3 separate regions of the Mus musculus genome follow, and all the other regions are linked to region 1. A link is a contact called in public Hi-C data. All regions are on one chromosome and are shown on one strand. Each heading gives the region's core, a stretch centred on a gene start, on an enhancer-like site or on the middle of the called end of the contact. The rest is flanking DNA. Distances are from core to core; before and after follow the strand shown. Region 1 overlaps Slit3 (slit guidance ligand 3). Region 2 overlaps Slit3 (slit guidance ligand 3). Region 3 overlaps Slit3 (slit guidance ligand 3).

Region 1 (4,383 bases), core at 557-3,056:
GCAAAATCATTTGCAAAGCATCTTCTGCACAAAGAATAGCAAAACATGTTCCATCTTGTCCATCAGCCTTCTCATCCAGCAAACAGCGACTCGTGGGCCCTTTAGCCTACTGTAAGTGTACCACGGATGCTTTTTCCCTATGGCATCTATTTCTCTTTAATTAGCTTAGCACAGGGTCCCTGAAAAAAGACTGCCCGATGCTTTAAGGTTTTAATGGAACCAACCTACACCAAGCACCCAGGAAGAAACCAAACACAAAGGACTTGTGTTCAGTCTTGGGAGAAGTTTGTTGATACAAAATTAGAGGAGGAAAATTCTGTTTATAGTGTCATTGGGGTAAAAAAAAGGAGTCTGGCCTAGGAAAGGTCTCCAGAAAGTGCTAGAGAGGCTGGGGTCCTCGGGAGACAGTAACTCTCCACTGTGACAGCTTCGAGGAGTGTGTCACTGAGAAGCCCATCAGTCATTATTTCTGATGCAGAACAAAGTTCTGCAAAATATCATTGCTGGTGCCATTTCCTTCTGAAGCAGTTTCTTGGCATGCATGTCAAATACTGCAATAGCTCGGATACCCAGAATCCAAAACATTCCTGGGTGTGTTGTGTATGGAAAGCAAGAATGGGAGCTGGGGCCAGGACCCACAGTTCTGTAGGGCAAGCTGAGTCACAGAGGTGGGGACAGAGCATCCCCACTCTGTGGGAACTCAGTGTGCTGAGCTAATTCAAACAGTGTGTGTGTGTGTGTGTGTGTGTGTGTGTGTGTGTGTGTGTGTGCTGTCTTGTTTAATTGGCACAGCACTTCTCACCCACCCTAGACAGAATTCAACACAAGGATTCTGGTACAGGTGATACAATGGAGTGTAGAGCTTAGAGAGAGAAGCCCCATGCGTGTGGGAGAGATGGAGGGAAGCCAGGCAATGCTGTTGCTGATGCTGCATTCCCTGGGCTGCAGTGTGAACCACCCAAGACCTGGCCTCACTTCACATAATCGGGCTTGGCTTTTTGTATCGCTCAGTCATCCCCTGTAGGCCTGTAATCTCACCTCCTGGGAGGTGCTCGGGGCCTGACTTTCTGTGTATTTTTGGTTGTGCTTCAGTAGCTAGACCTCATAGGAGGTAGGGGATACATTTACTGTCCTTGTAAAGAGGAGCTCATTGCATCTACTACTGATGTCACAGTGCAGAGCCCATTTTCAGATGAGAAAACTGAGGCCTGGGATGTTTACATCATTGGCTCACGGGTACCTGGGATGGGGGATCACACCTAGGCATCCATCCTCAAAGACTGTCCTTGTCCTCCTCTGCTTGGATTTAGGGTTGTTATTGTGTGACTATCCTGTCATGTTAAGAGCCCTCTTAGTTCTGACACTGGAATTCCTGAATCTTTGGAGGCTCCTTAGTATGGACAAAGGAGTGCAGCTGGTGGGTGGGAACAAAGGGGAGTCAGTGTGGCACCAGCCAGTGTGACCTGGAAAGGCAGCTCAAGGGACGCAGAGCTGTGACCCTCTCTGTTCTAGAAGCTGCTTTCCCTACAGCTACTGACTGCTTAGGGGATGTGGATAAGGGGGACCGAGCCAGGGAAAGCCCAGGCAGGAGAGCATCCTGTAGCCGCTGAGCAGGCAGGGTGGTCTGAGATCCAGGGTGGGCACGGAGAGGAGAGGCAAGGCTTGTTCGGATGGCTGATCCGAGGAGGCGAGTAAGTTACCAGCCCCCTGAGGCCTCCTCGGGGAGCTTGCCAGAAATAGATACCCTTCTCCTGCCTCCCGCTTTGAAGCAAGCTGTTTTGCTATGTGTGCCTGTGAGTGGGAGGGTGTGAGGGGAGGGGGAGGGGTGCAGAACGATTAAGAGAGAGGAGAGGATGTAAGATGTAAGTCAGTGCTGATCCAATGAGAAAATGTCTTTTCAAGTTCCTGCTGCAGCCATAGGCTGGGCAAGGTGAGACAGGCCGCCATGCTTCTGAAGCCAGGCCTGGCCAGGAAGCCCCTGCGGAGTCCTGCCCAGGGGTGAGACTTTCTGCTCAGTGCAAAAGACGGTGCCAGGTACCAGGACTGAGTCTTGAGCTTTAATGGCACAACTCTTACTTTTAGATGTACATACCCCCATGTATTCACATATACATATATACACATATGTATGCGTGTGTGTGTGTGTGTGTGTGTGTGTGTGTGTGTGTGTGTGTGTGTATTTAAACACACAGCACCTCTTTCTAGGCAGAATAATTGGCATGTTTTTCCTAATGGGAAAGCTGAATCCTGTCCTACACCCCCAAGATTGGCTTTTTAGGAACTGAAAGGAAGGCCAAGCCATGGTTACCATGGTTTCAAGTTAGAGGGTCAAGTTAGCCGCTCACCCCGTAGCATTGGTGCCGAGTGCTCTAGTCTGACTGCCAAGTAGACTATTGTTACCTGCTATTCCAAGCCTGAGGATAGCCAAGCCAACATCCAAGGTCACTGGGCTGTTTATACTGAAACTCTAGCCAGCTCTGCTCTAGTCAAATGCCTTGGTGGCATTGGGCCTGTGTAAGGGGGTGACCAGGGCTGGGTGTAGGGTTGAAAGAGTACCTTGGGAAACACCTGCTCCTTTTGGCTGGAGTAAAACTAGACCACAGAAGCCAACAGCCCATGCTCCTTCGTGTAAGAGATCCTAGGCCACCAGTGAGGTCACCCTCCAAGGTTCCAGGCTACCTTCCCAGTTTAGGTAGCCTGCTATGAGGCCTGTTTTCGGAGAGGAGGGGAGGTGTTCTAGACAGATTGGATTTTGACTTTGGTGCTGTCTTCATCCCTAAGCCCCATTTGATCAGGAGGTTAAGAGTCAACTTCTTTCTGGGTCTCCCTTCTCGTTTTCACCACCCCTAAGTGAGGGTTTCAGGAGACTGCCTAGGGTGATCAGTGCTGAGAAAGAGGAGTTTGTCTTTCCCCACCTAGGCTATCCCAAAGGCAGGACTGAGGGTGACAAGCCTCTTTCATGGCCCAAGGCTGTTGCCTGAAAGTCTCTTCCTCAGCTCCAGTGGAGAATAAGCCTGTTGGACTTAGACCTGCCTCTCATTGCCCTGGTTGTGAGAGGAAAGGAAGGGGGGGGCATAGAATGCCAAGGCTGGGACCAAGCACAGATCTTAGAGATTGTCTTTCATTAGAATCACTTTCCAGCTGTATGTGCATGTGTGCATGTGTGTGAATATGTGTGAGTGTGTGTGTGTGTGTGTGTGTGTGTGTGTGTGTGTGTGTGTAGGTGTAGGTGTAGGTGTAGGTGTAGGACATCACATGCACACCAGGGTTTTGCATTAGTGCTAGAGATCCGAACTAAGATACTTATTGTAGTAAAACAACATTCTTACCACTGATCCATTTCCCCCACATCAATTTCCATAATTTTAAAGCTTTTCAGCATCTCATGATGTGAAAAGTGTTGTATCATGACCAGGAAACAAGGAAGCACACACACACACACACACACACACACACACACCCTCACAGAGAGTATCATGAAATAATACTTACCCTCAGTACCTGTGATAGGCGAGTAATTATTATTTTTATGCATCTAGTAATTTCTTTGGCATTTCATGTCGTGGAATTATTATTAGTGTTGACAGTTGTTGAGCTATTCTCATGGATCTAAGAAGGGATAGTCCACAGGTTAAGGAGATATCACCCAGTCCACCCTTATTTGTAGAGGAGAAAATTGACACATGGTGAGGGACACAAGCTTGCTGCCATCACAAAGCAAGAGTGTGAGTGTGGTGGTCACCTACTACATTCCAGGAATGGCCTTAACTGCATATACAGCAGTGGTCGAAACAAGAAGTGGTCCCTTCCTCAAGAGGGTTAGAGATTGTGGGCACAACAGACCTTAAGCAAACTTAAACACACAATTGTACCAAATCCAAGGAATAAGCCATGAGCTCTAGTATAGAGAGAATCAGATGGGTGGGGACACTTCTTATAGGTCATGGGGAGAAAGTATCCCTGGGGATTTCAGTCGCACCCTATAGAGAGAATGAGGGCACTCTAGAGGGGTGGAAGAGAAGGCTTTGTAGGAGTAGGAGGTGTGTACTTGAGATTGGAGAGCAGTGTGCATTAAAGTCTTAGGTCACTCAAAGACTGAACTGAACACAGAAAGCCTGCAGTGTGTGTGGTTGCGGAGAGAGACACTGTGGTACCCACTCCTTCTAGGTTGTGTGGACGTTCAGTGAGCAGCCACTGAGAAGGCAAGTGTTACAGTCAGTGTTTACTGTCAATGTCACCGTCTAGAATCGCCAGAGAAGAGTCTCCATGAGGGACGTCTACACTAGGTTGGCATGTCTGAGGGAGGTTCTCTTAATTACATTAGTTATACAGAAAGGCACTTCTCATGGTGGGCTGTAGCATTCCTAGGCGAGGGGTCCTGAG
Region 2 (4,832 bases), core at 1,256-3,755, 110 kb before region 1:
TATACCATCTAGTACGAGGCAGGGCAGCCCTGCACGTATGTAGCAGTTCTGTAGCTGCGTCTTCATGTGGGTCCCCTAAAGCAGGAGCAGGGGCTGTCCCTGACTACATTGCCTGCATTTGGATCCCTCTCCCCTAACTGGGCTGCCTCAATAGAAGATGATGCGTCAGGCCTTACTGCAGCTTGATCTGCCATGGCTGGTTGATATCCATAGGAGGCCTCCCTTTTGCTGAGGGGAAGGGGAGGAGGGCTGGGTGAGGGGAAGGGGGGTAAGAGGGAGAGACTGGAGGGAGAGGAGAGGGGGGAAGCTTCCATCAGTAGTAAAGTAATTAAATGACTTAAACAATAGTAACTATAATAGTAATGATAATAATTAATAATAATAATAGAAATCAAGCATAGATCCTAAAACAGTGGTTCTCAGCCTTGGATTGTAACCCCTTTGGGGGTCAAAAGCCTCTTTCACAGGAGTCTCCTAAGACCATTGGAAAACATATTTACGTTACGATTCAGAACAGTAGCAAAATTTGCTTATGAAGTAACAACGAAAATAAATTTATGACTAGAAGTCACCACAAAATGGGGTACCTATTAAAGGGTCGAAGCAGCATCGGGGAGGTTGGAAGCCATTATCCTAAAAGTATACTGGGGGCCTGAAATCCTTTCATTAGCTCTGTGATTCCCCTTGGGCAAATTCATAGCTACTATATTTTTATCTGTTAAGAAAGTGGCCTGGAAGGAGCTGGCCTCCACAGGACAGAAGTCGCATAAGTGGAGCTTGGAAGAGTTGAAGAGTCTGGCCAATAGAATGGCCCTTCTGGCCAGTTAACATTTATAAACACAAATGTATTTAAATACTTGTGCCAACCAATTACCCCTCTGTGCCCTGATAGAAACCTCACATTGTTGACCCACGTTTTCCTTTATGGGAAACCAGTGTGTGCTAGGCCCACGGCTGTGCTTCTGATTCAGTAGGCTGTTAGGGTAGGACACTGTGCTGGGTCCAGGAGTATGATGAAGACAGGGTCCATCCTTTATTCCTTGGGAAGAGATGAGGAAATGAAGCACAAAGGTTGAGCCTGAAGCCACCATGCTGACGGTTAGGACAGTCCAAGAGGTACGGCCATCATGGAAGGTCTGTTTTGGAGGGAAGATGTACCCTAGCCAAGGGCATGCTTCCTCCATTCCCAAGGAGAACTGGGACCGTTCCTGAATTCTCCCTCCTTCCTAGAAACAACCTCCGATCACAACAGCATGTCCCAAACTGCAGTCCTGTCATTTCTTGGCCCCTTCCCCACTCAGGATTCCCACATCATCTTTGCAGTTGTCCCTAATGTTCAGCTAATGATTATTTACTAATCCATTTTAATCTGCTTTCTTTTTTTAAGTCAGGGAAACAAATGTTTCATTGTATCATCGACTCTCAAGGTATGCGGCATGCATGGATCCAATTCATGCAGAGTGTTTAAGATTTTTAATCATCTACCAGGAGAACTTAAGGTTCAGCAAAGATGTAGCCTACATAGGAACAGCTTTCGTGAACATCTTTAGGAGGTTTGGATGAGCCTGGCCCTACATGAGAGAATCCCTGGGTCCAGACTAGATGTCTTAGCCACGGTGCTGTTTCACAGTGACTCCACCCTTGAGGTTGAGCAGGGAAAGCCTTTTTCAGTAAAGTATTTTGGAATCCTTGGAGGAGGAGCTCCAAAAGAAGAGGTATTGAATCTGCATTTTTTTTTCCCCAAAGAGCAGCTTTGCCCCCTCTGCTTCTGTGCATGATTCTGCAGTGCTCTGGGGGACATTTGCTGGTAACATTCTTAAAATAGAGACATGGAAGCCAATCTGTCAGGTAGAAGTGTGCGGGTGTTGAATCCCTTTTTACCGTGACACTACACTGGGATGTGAGTTATTTTGTCCCATCAGAGTGATTCCAATTGAATCCTCCTAGGGGGTCCTAGGAGGGAGTATGTGATATGAGTGCACAGCCTAGTGCCCCCCATGAGGACCCCTATCCCTCTTCGGTCCTTGACCTTGGCTGCCTTTCTGATTCTAGGCATCTGGAAGACAATCAAGTCAGCATCATCGAGAGAGGCGCCTTCCAGGATCTGAAGCAGCTGGAGAGATTGTAAGTCAAACACAACCTGGTGTCCAAAAAAAAAAAAAAAAAAAATGCTTTCTGAATTTTTTTTTGGTTTTGTGACCTTGGTAAAAGCAAGTCTCCAGCGTTCGAAGAAATATTTTCTGCTACATTTAAAGTTGCTTTGAAGTATGTTACATAGACACTGAGATCCGTTTAAACTCCTGTTCTAGGTTCTAGAGAAGATGCAGAGGCCAGCATCTGAGGCTTGGTTTCTTCTTCCCAGTATCCATTAGTTTCTTTACATGGGGCCACACTCCTAACCTGACCTCAGCTTCTCCTTTCCCAGAAGAGTGAGTTAATGCCATGGAAGATGGCAGCAGTTCCCCCCCTGCTCCTCCTGGAACTCCTGCTTCTACTCTTGTGGGAGAGGAAGGATGGGCGAGTGGGCGCAGCCTTCCGCGTGCCTGCTTCTCGGAGCGCCAGCCTGTCTCAGGAAACCCACACGTTTCCACGAGAGAACACGTTGCCACCGGTTTAAAATAGGCCGCTGTTCTGACTTGATGGAGGGTGGGCAGCAAACGCTGGAGTTGGGCGGAGCCTCCCATTTATTTCGCCAGTGAATGTTTTTGCAGAGAACTCTGGGGTCGTTCTGATGAGAAAGGTTGCTCGGATGGTTAAGTGGGCAGCTTCACCTTTCCTCAGTTAATCACGTCTGACAGCTCATAACATCTGGATATTTGCTTTCTGCCCTCTGAGTGGGGATTGTCCCCAAGAGCACTTAGTCATGCCGGTGGTGGGCGGCCTCTCATCTTGTGCCTCCCCTGCAGCACCGCTGCCCTGACTTTTCAGCTTCCTGCTGTACTGGGGGTTGGGACTGCAACAGATCATTGCTCTGCCAGCTTACCTGGAGAAACACCGCTCTGCTTAGGCGCCTGGGTGCTGTTGCCAAAGCTCACTTGCTTTGAGACGAGTCTCCTTTATAGACTTGTTTGGGTGAAAAGGACGGCCTGCCTGAACCAACTTCCTTGTTTTGTGATGCATCATCCTTTCCCCACCAAGTCCTTCTATTTAAGGTCACAGGGCAACGAGGAAGGTCCTAGCCTCACGGCGATCAAGTGTTTTCTTCTGGATCAAACTCCAGCATGGCTTTCGCTGTCACTAGTGTAAAAACATTTGTTTCTCCTAAAAGAAAAAAGTTATTAAAAATTACGTTGTCTTTGTTTACAGTTTGATTTTTCAAGATTCCTACAATTTAAGTGTTTGGTTTTTTTTTTTTTTTTTTTGTGACCCAAGAAAACAGAAGTATTTGTTGAAATAGTGAAATAGTCTTTGTGAAATAGTCAACATTTACATAGAAAAATAAACACATGGTCCAGTGTGGAAAAGGTCCCTCTTGCCTAGTTTTTCTGATTAGAAGGGTAAATAAATTGTTAATTTGTTAATTTCATGGTTGTTGTGGGGAATTAGAGAGTGCTTCGGGGACACCAGAGACTGTGTGTGTGTGTGTTTTACAAGCGATGGCTTCTTTTATTCCACCCTCTTTGCCAAATTACAACAAGCAACAACGAGGTATCATTACCCTCATTTTGCGGATGAAGAAACAAAAGCCCAGGGAGTTGAAGCCAAAGAGTTGTCAGGGCTGGGTAAGGTTCCCAGCCACGTCTGTCTGACATCAAAGTCCACCCTGTTTTCATAGCCCTGTGCTGCAGACACCAGATGAAGTGCGAGCTTTACCAATGGCCCTGCAAATAGTTTCTCTCATACCCATCCAAGTCCAGGAAGGCTCAGGGAAATATTCTGGCAAAGGTGCCTTTGCTTTGGAGTGGTGAACGAGGCCAAAATACCGTGCGTGCCTGGGGAACTAAGGGATTGCACTTGCTGAGCTCTTGGTCTGTTTTGGTGTAGTAGGTGGGTAATGCTAGCTGCGGTACTAGATAAACCTTCAAATCTCAGCGACTTAGCACGTGGAAATTTACCTCTAATTCTTACAAACTCAATATGACATTCCTGTTAGGGCCTCTCTTCCAAGTATACACTCAGAGACAGGCTTCTTCCACGCCTTGATGCTGACATCTTTCTATCTTGGGTTGCAGTGTGCAAATGTATCATGTCAGTGAGTGAGGAAATGAAACTGGGTACAGGAGGTTTCCATGTGAGACCCGGGAGAAGTATATACCATCTCCATTCTTACAGCCTGCGACCAGTCATGTTATATTAGACAGTACGGTATACTATAGCCATGGTTAAATACAGCGAAGACTGGCAGAGGTGCCTGAGTTCTAGGACAGGATAGGTTGCCGATCAGACTTGTGTTACATGAGAGCTGGAGAATACTTGGGTGGTAAGATGGGAAATGTCTGTCATTGGTAAGCGTCAGAGTAAGCAAGGTACACGTGAGTTTGTGTGCACGAGTGAGTGTGTATGAGTGTGTGTGCACATGCATGTGTGCTTGAGAGAGGAGAGTCTGTGTGTGTGTGCATGTGTATGTGAGAAAGTGTGTGTGCATGAGTGAGTGTATTTGCGTGTTTCTTTGTGTGCTCATGTGCATTTGTGTGTGCACTCACGAGAGAGGAGATTATATGTGTGGGAGAGAGAGAAAGAGAGAGAGAGAGGAGAATGAGTGTGTGTGTGTGTGCGTGCGCGCGCGCGCAAGTGTGTTCGAGAGAGAGAAAAGAGTCTGGGTGTGTGCATGTTTATATGAGAAAGTGTGTGTGTGTGTGTGTGTGTGTGTGAGAGAGAGAGAGAGAGAGAGA
Region 3 (4,312 bases), core at 1,563-4,062, 110 kb after region 1:
ACTTGAACTCAGGACCTCTGGAAGAGCAGTCAGTGTTCTTAACTGCTGAGCCATCTCTCTGTCTCCAGCTGTTTTTCTCTATAACTCTCTCCATAACTATTTTTCTTACTTTATTTTGCTTTACTTTACCTAGAGCTCACTAAATCAACAAAACCAACTGGCCACTCACTACTGTGCCTGGATTTTTACATGGGTGTTGGCCATCTGAACTTAGGTTCTCATGATCATGTGTTAAGCACTTCACTGAGTCATCTCTTCAGGCCCTAGATTATGAATTGTAAACAAGAATTTGCTTCCCATTCTTCTAGAGGCTGGGATAAGATCAGGAGACCAGTACAGTCAGGTTTGGTGAAGGTCTTCTTCTGGCCTCTAGACCAGCCTGTTGTCCCATTGTCTCTTAAAGTTCTCTGAGCCCTTCTCATGAGGCCCTGGAGACATCACAAGGACTTTACTCACCTGATCTCATCCAGTCACTGGAGATCTCACCGAAATCCCATTTCATTGGACATCAGGGTTTTGCCATCTGACTTCTATTAGAAACACAAGCATTCAGTCCCTAGCTGAGGGGTGAACCTGTATGACCAAGGCTGCCTAGTGAGACTGTCATTGAGGTAGTGTTTGCCTCAGATCTATTTAACTGCCCCCTAACCCTTCTCTTACCTCAGTACCATGCTGGGGAGTGTCAGACCAAGCACTGAGGGAAGCCCAGGGGGTCCATAAAGACAGCCAAAGAGAAGCAAATTGTAGGGAGTCTATTATGGTTGATCTTAAAAGCCTCATAATGGCCTTATTTTCCCTCAGACTTTGAAAGCCAGTGATTTACCACAGATCCCTGCACAGAGAGAGGTCCAGCCAGCTATCCCTCCCTACCTGTGTCCTAGGCACCCATTCCTGACCCAGCAGGGATGCAGGAAGGGGTGAGTCCTGTTCCTTTTACTTCTCTGAGACAGGAAAATATGAGGCTTTCGGGGGTTTTGTTTTGTTTTTTTCCAGGTGGGTTATGGGCTTCGAGCCAAAAATCCTTTCAATTAATTGACTGGGAACAGCACCCATGAAGCAAATTAGAACCAGATAAGGAAGGAGGGCCGCAGTGCTCAAAAGGCACATAGGGAACCATTCTTGGATTGTCCTGGTGATTTACCCGTGTTTTCCTAACGTGAGAATCAGTCAGCAGGGGCCTGGATTTTTTATGAGGGAGGAACCTCTCCCAGACAGCTCTGTCCTCAACAGCCCCTGTAAATCCCCACACCCCCACTTCCAGTGAGAACACTGCTCTCTCCAGAGTCACCGTGTCAAAGTCTGTTTAGCTGTTTCTTACTTATCAGCCCCAGCCCCAACATTAGTTCATGCTTGGAGTATGAAGCCATTTCATATTTATTCTTGTTATATCTGGCAGGGAGCCTTGAAAAAAATAAGAGTCCCGTGATGGTGCTGTTCAGTGCTTATATCTTTATGGTCTCTTGAATTGATTTGACAGAGCAATCACAGGCACAAGTGAGCCCAGCTCTTCCCCCAGCAGCAGGCCGAGAAGGACAGACTCACAGCTTACTTCTCCTGGTTCTGCCCTGAGTGAGTGTGTGTGCGTGTGCGTGTGTATGTGCGCACACGCACACAAACACTACTGCTTAGCCATTTTGGTCCATGCATAGTAGCCCCATAGAGTTCCCCAAAGGCCAGTACTGAATGAGAACCTCAAAAAAGACAAAGGGTGGCCTGCAGAGCCAAGAAGAGCAGCCTTCACCATAGAACATTCTAGAAAGCTGATTGAGTCTGACTCCCGCCACAGAGGGCACTAAAGCCTCCTATGAGCCCTTGGTAAGGCTGCAGGGAGATTTGAAGAGATTTACCCAGTAACCTTCGACCTGCGTAGAAGCCAAAGTTTATATCCTATATGCTTCAGATAGGTTAAAGGATTTCAGTGAAAGGTTTGTCAACTCAGAACTGTGTAAAAGGTTCCAGTCGGTTCCCTGGACCAGGATTTTAGAAAGGGACCGGATGGGTCACCAACTCCCAATCAGCTTAAGGGTCCATAAACCAAGGCAGATTTCCCAAATGTACACCTGTCCTTCAGAGGTCTGAGGCAATGTGACATGAGGCTGAGGCTAGCATCTCATTCTCTAGCCATGTGCTGGTTTGGGTGTGGTTTAAGCCTTCATTTCAGCAGCGTTTTGAGCTTGTATTTCACAGGTATTCAGGGGGAGATTCACCCAAGCTTCTAGGAATACTAAGTGAGGGTTTTGTGGGTAAGATGCTGTAGGTGAATGGTACTGCGCATGGATGATGGATGGAGTCCGGGGATGAGGAGAAAAGCACACAGTTAGGGCAGTGCACAAACAAGGGGAAAACACAAAGGGTCTAGACCCCAACCTACTTTACCCAGCTGATGTTTCTAAATCGGACCCCCAGTTCTTTGTCACTCCTTTCTCATGTCTGTTGCCCTCTCACCAGTATCAGAGCATCTGGCTCTCCTACACTATCATAGGCAGTGGTTCCTGGGACTACACCCCTCACAGCCAGTCTCCAGGTCTGTCCACCTGACTTCAATCTCCACCAATTCCTATTTCTGACACTCCTTTCCCTCTAGACCCTTCTCTCCAGCGTTCTCTGGAACGCCTCATGTTTGCTGTTCAGCTCAGCCCCGTTGCTTTTCCACAACCTCACCCCTGGACCCCTGCTTCCTATTCCTCTTCAACACCAGTGCCTTCCCCACAGTCTAAAACTCTCCTGTCTGCAGTTCCCACCCACGTCTACACTCTCCAGAGCATTGCTCTATAGCTGCCTTGCAATTCCGCGTGCCAGGAAAAGGGGGAGGAGGGGCACTTTTGGTTAATCAGCATTTCATTTGGCACTGGTAAGCTGGGGCCGAGAGAAGAGCTACAGCCAGACGTCCAAAATGTCCCTTTTGGCTTGTTGGAACTGTTGACGAAATAAGATAAGTTTGGGATTAATCACTGGAAAACACATGAGATAAAATTCCGGAATCCAGAGACTTTAACTTCTTGGTCCTCATCCCAGGGTAGGTTATCAAAACCAAGACTTGTCCATTTTTCACAGTTTATGGGGTTTATCTAGGACCTGTCATGAGATGCTGACAGGAACCTGAAATTGGTCTGTGTTCGAGTTTCCATTCCCACTCCACCATAAACACCTAAGGAGAGAAAAACAAAGGCCAAAGCAGCTGATTTCTGAACCTTTCAGTTACTTGGTAATTTTTATCTAATCTTTTTGTTGGTGAGGCTGAACTGGAAAAGTTCATTACAAGCAAACCGAGTCATTTATTCAAGTGGTTGAGTTGGGAAAGGTGTCTACAGATGAATATGTGGCGACGGTTCGAGAAACGTACATTTTCCCAGGATAAGACAAAGGAAACAGGTTCGATACAGCAGGTGTCAGAGGAGAGCCAGATGTAGACAGGTTTCTCCTGAAGGGTCATCTGAGAGTCTTGCGCACCCCGCCCCTCATGGCTTTTTCAACATACAGTCATGAAAAAAATCAGCCCAGCATTTGGAAAAATGCAGACGGAGCTTGAGATGCCAAAAGTTCTGAATGCTTGCAAGAAAGCTTTGGTTTTTGTTTTTTGTTTTCAATTGAATGGGATTATTTACGTTCCTCTGACGTATCACAACTAGCCTAACAAATGGGATGACAGAGTAATAAACTTCTTATGGGTGTGGAATTCCTTTAAGGAAAGGTTTCCGAAGCAACTCAAGTGACAGATTGGCAGGAGACATTACTCAAGAGTGGTTTAGAGCCTAAAGCTCCAACATGAAATAAAGTCTTGGCTTCAAGAGCTGTTTCTTGGGACTGTGATTATGCGGCTCATCCTATCTATATTTATCAAGTACTTCTTGGATGCTCAGAGTGGTAGTAACCACAGGTCTGTCTGTTCATGGCTGTTTGCACCTGGCAGTTTCCTGCCATTCTTTTGTGAGCTCCGTGCCCCATGCACACTAGAATTTGCCATGCTTAGCTCCGATTCCTAGTTCTGACATCAGGTGCCACGTCTCACCTCAGTATCTGCTGCAGTAGTCTCTGTGACTCTTTCATTTTCTCTTTTTATGAGTCTGAATTGCAGGCAAAAGCGTTTGCGTGAGAGGAGAATAGGCCAATTCAACAATGGTCATAGGCAGAGCTTTTACAGGTTTTGTGGGTTCTCAACTAATTTTCTATAAAGCAAAGCCTAGAGGTGTTTCGGAATCCCCACCCAGTTCTGGGACAACTAGGCAGAACAGCTCAAGTCTGACACTGAAATGGTATGATTAACCTTCAATTAGAGTCATGGTTCTCAGCGGGAGGATGCCTCTCTCTTCAG

What was found. A called contact is a pair of places that touch in the nucleus more often than the background predicts.
Region 2: a Hi-C map of forebrain shows a contact between it and region 1, with 2.8 times the contacts expected there. The contact joins two enhancer-like sites. A contact is called at or near these places in 3 of 484 Hi-C or Micro-C datasets (cerebral cortex, embryonic stem cells and forebrain), 1 of 115 datasets of contacts at active chromatin or transcription factors (double positive thymocytes) and 2 of 9 other capture datasets (adipose tissue and pancreatic islet).
Region 3: a Hi-C map of cerebral cortex shows a contact between it and region 1, with 2.0 times the contacts expected there. The contact joins two enhancer-like sites. A contact is called at or near these places in 1 of 39 promoter capture datasets (hippocampal neurons), 14 of 484 Hi-C or Micro-C datasets (the N1E-115 cell line, Sertoli cells, cerebral cortex and 6 more) and 2 of 115 datasets of contacts at active chromatin or transcription factors (embryonic stem cells and stem cell-derived epiblast-like cells).

What each region holds. Positions count from the first base shown.
Region 1 is chr11:35,281,550-35,285,932 of GRCm38.p6, forward strand. The region is part of intron 4 of Slit3 (slit guidance ligand 3); the gene reads left to right. Among named protein-coding and RNA genes, the nearest start is that of Gm46277, 4.2 kb to the right of the region's middle. Within about 2 kb of position 1,807, at least 81 of the 459 cell types and tissues checked have an H3K27ac peak or open chromatin away from gene starts, as enhancers often do. A contact at or near this core is called in cerebral cortex and forebrain, where this site is marked.
Region 2 is chr11:35,175,731-35,180,562 of GRCm38.p6, forward strand. Slit3 (slit guidance ligand 3) reads left to right here. Exons shown (of 36, transcript NM_011412.3): 3 at 2,053-2,124. Among named protein-coding and RNA genes, the nearest start is that of Gm26070, 36 kb to the right of the region's middle. Within about 2 kb of position 2,506, at least 37 of the 459 cell types and tissues checked have an H3K27ac peak or open chromatin away from gene starts, as enhancers often do. A contact at or near this core is called in cerebral cortex and forebrain, where this site is marked.
Region 3 is chr11:35,392,764-35,397,075 of GRCm38.p6, forward strand. The region is part of intron 4 of Slit3 (slit guidance ligand 3); the gene reads left to right. Among named protein-coding and RNA genes, the nearest start is that of Gm46277, 110 kb to the left of the region's middle. Within about 2 kb of position 2,813, at least 19 of the 459 cell types and tissues checked have an H3K27ac peak or open chromatin away from gene starts, as enhancers often do. A contact at or near this core is called in cerebral cortex, where this site is marked.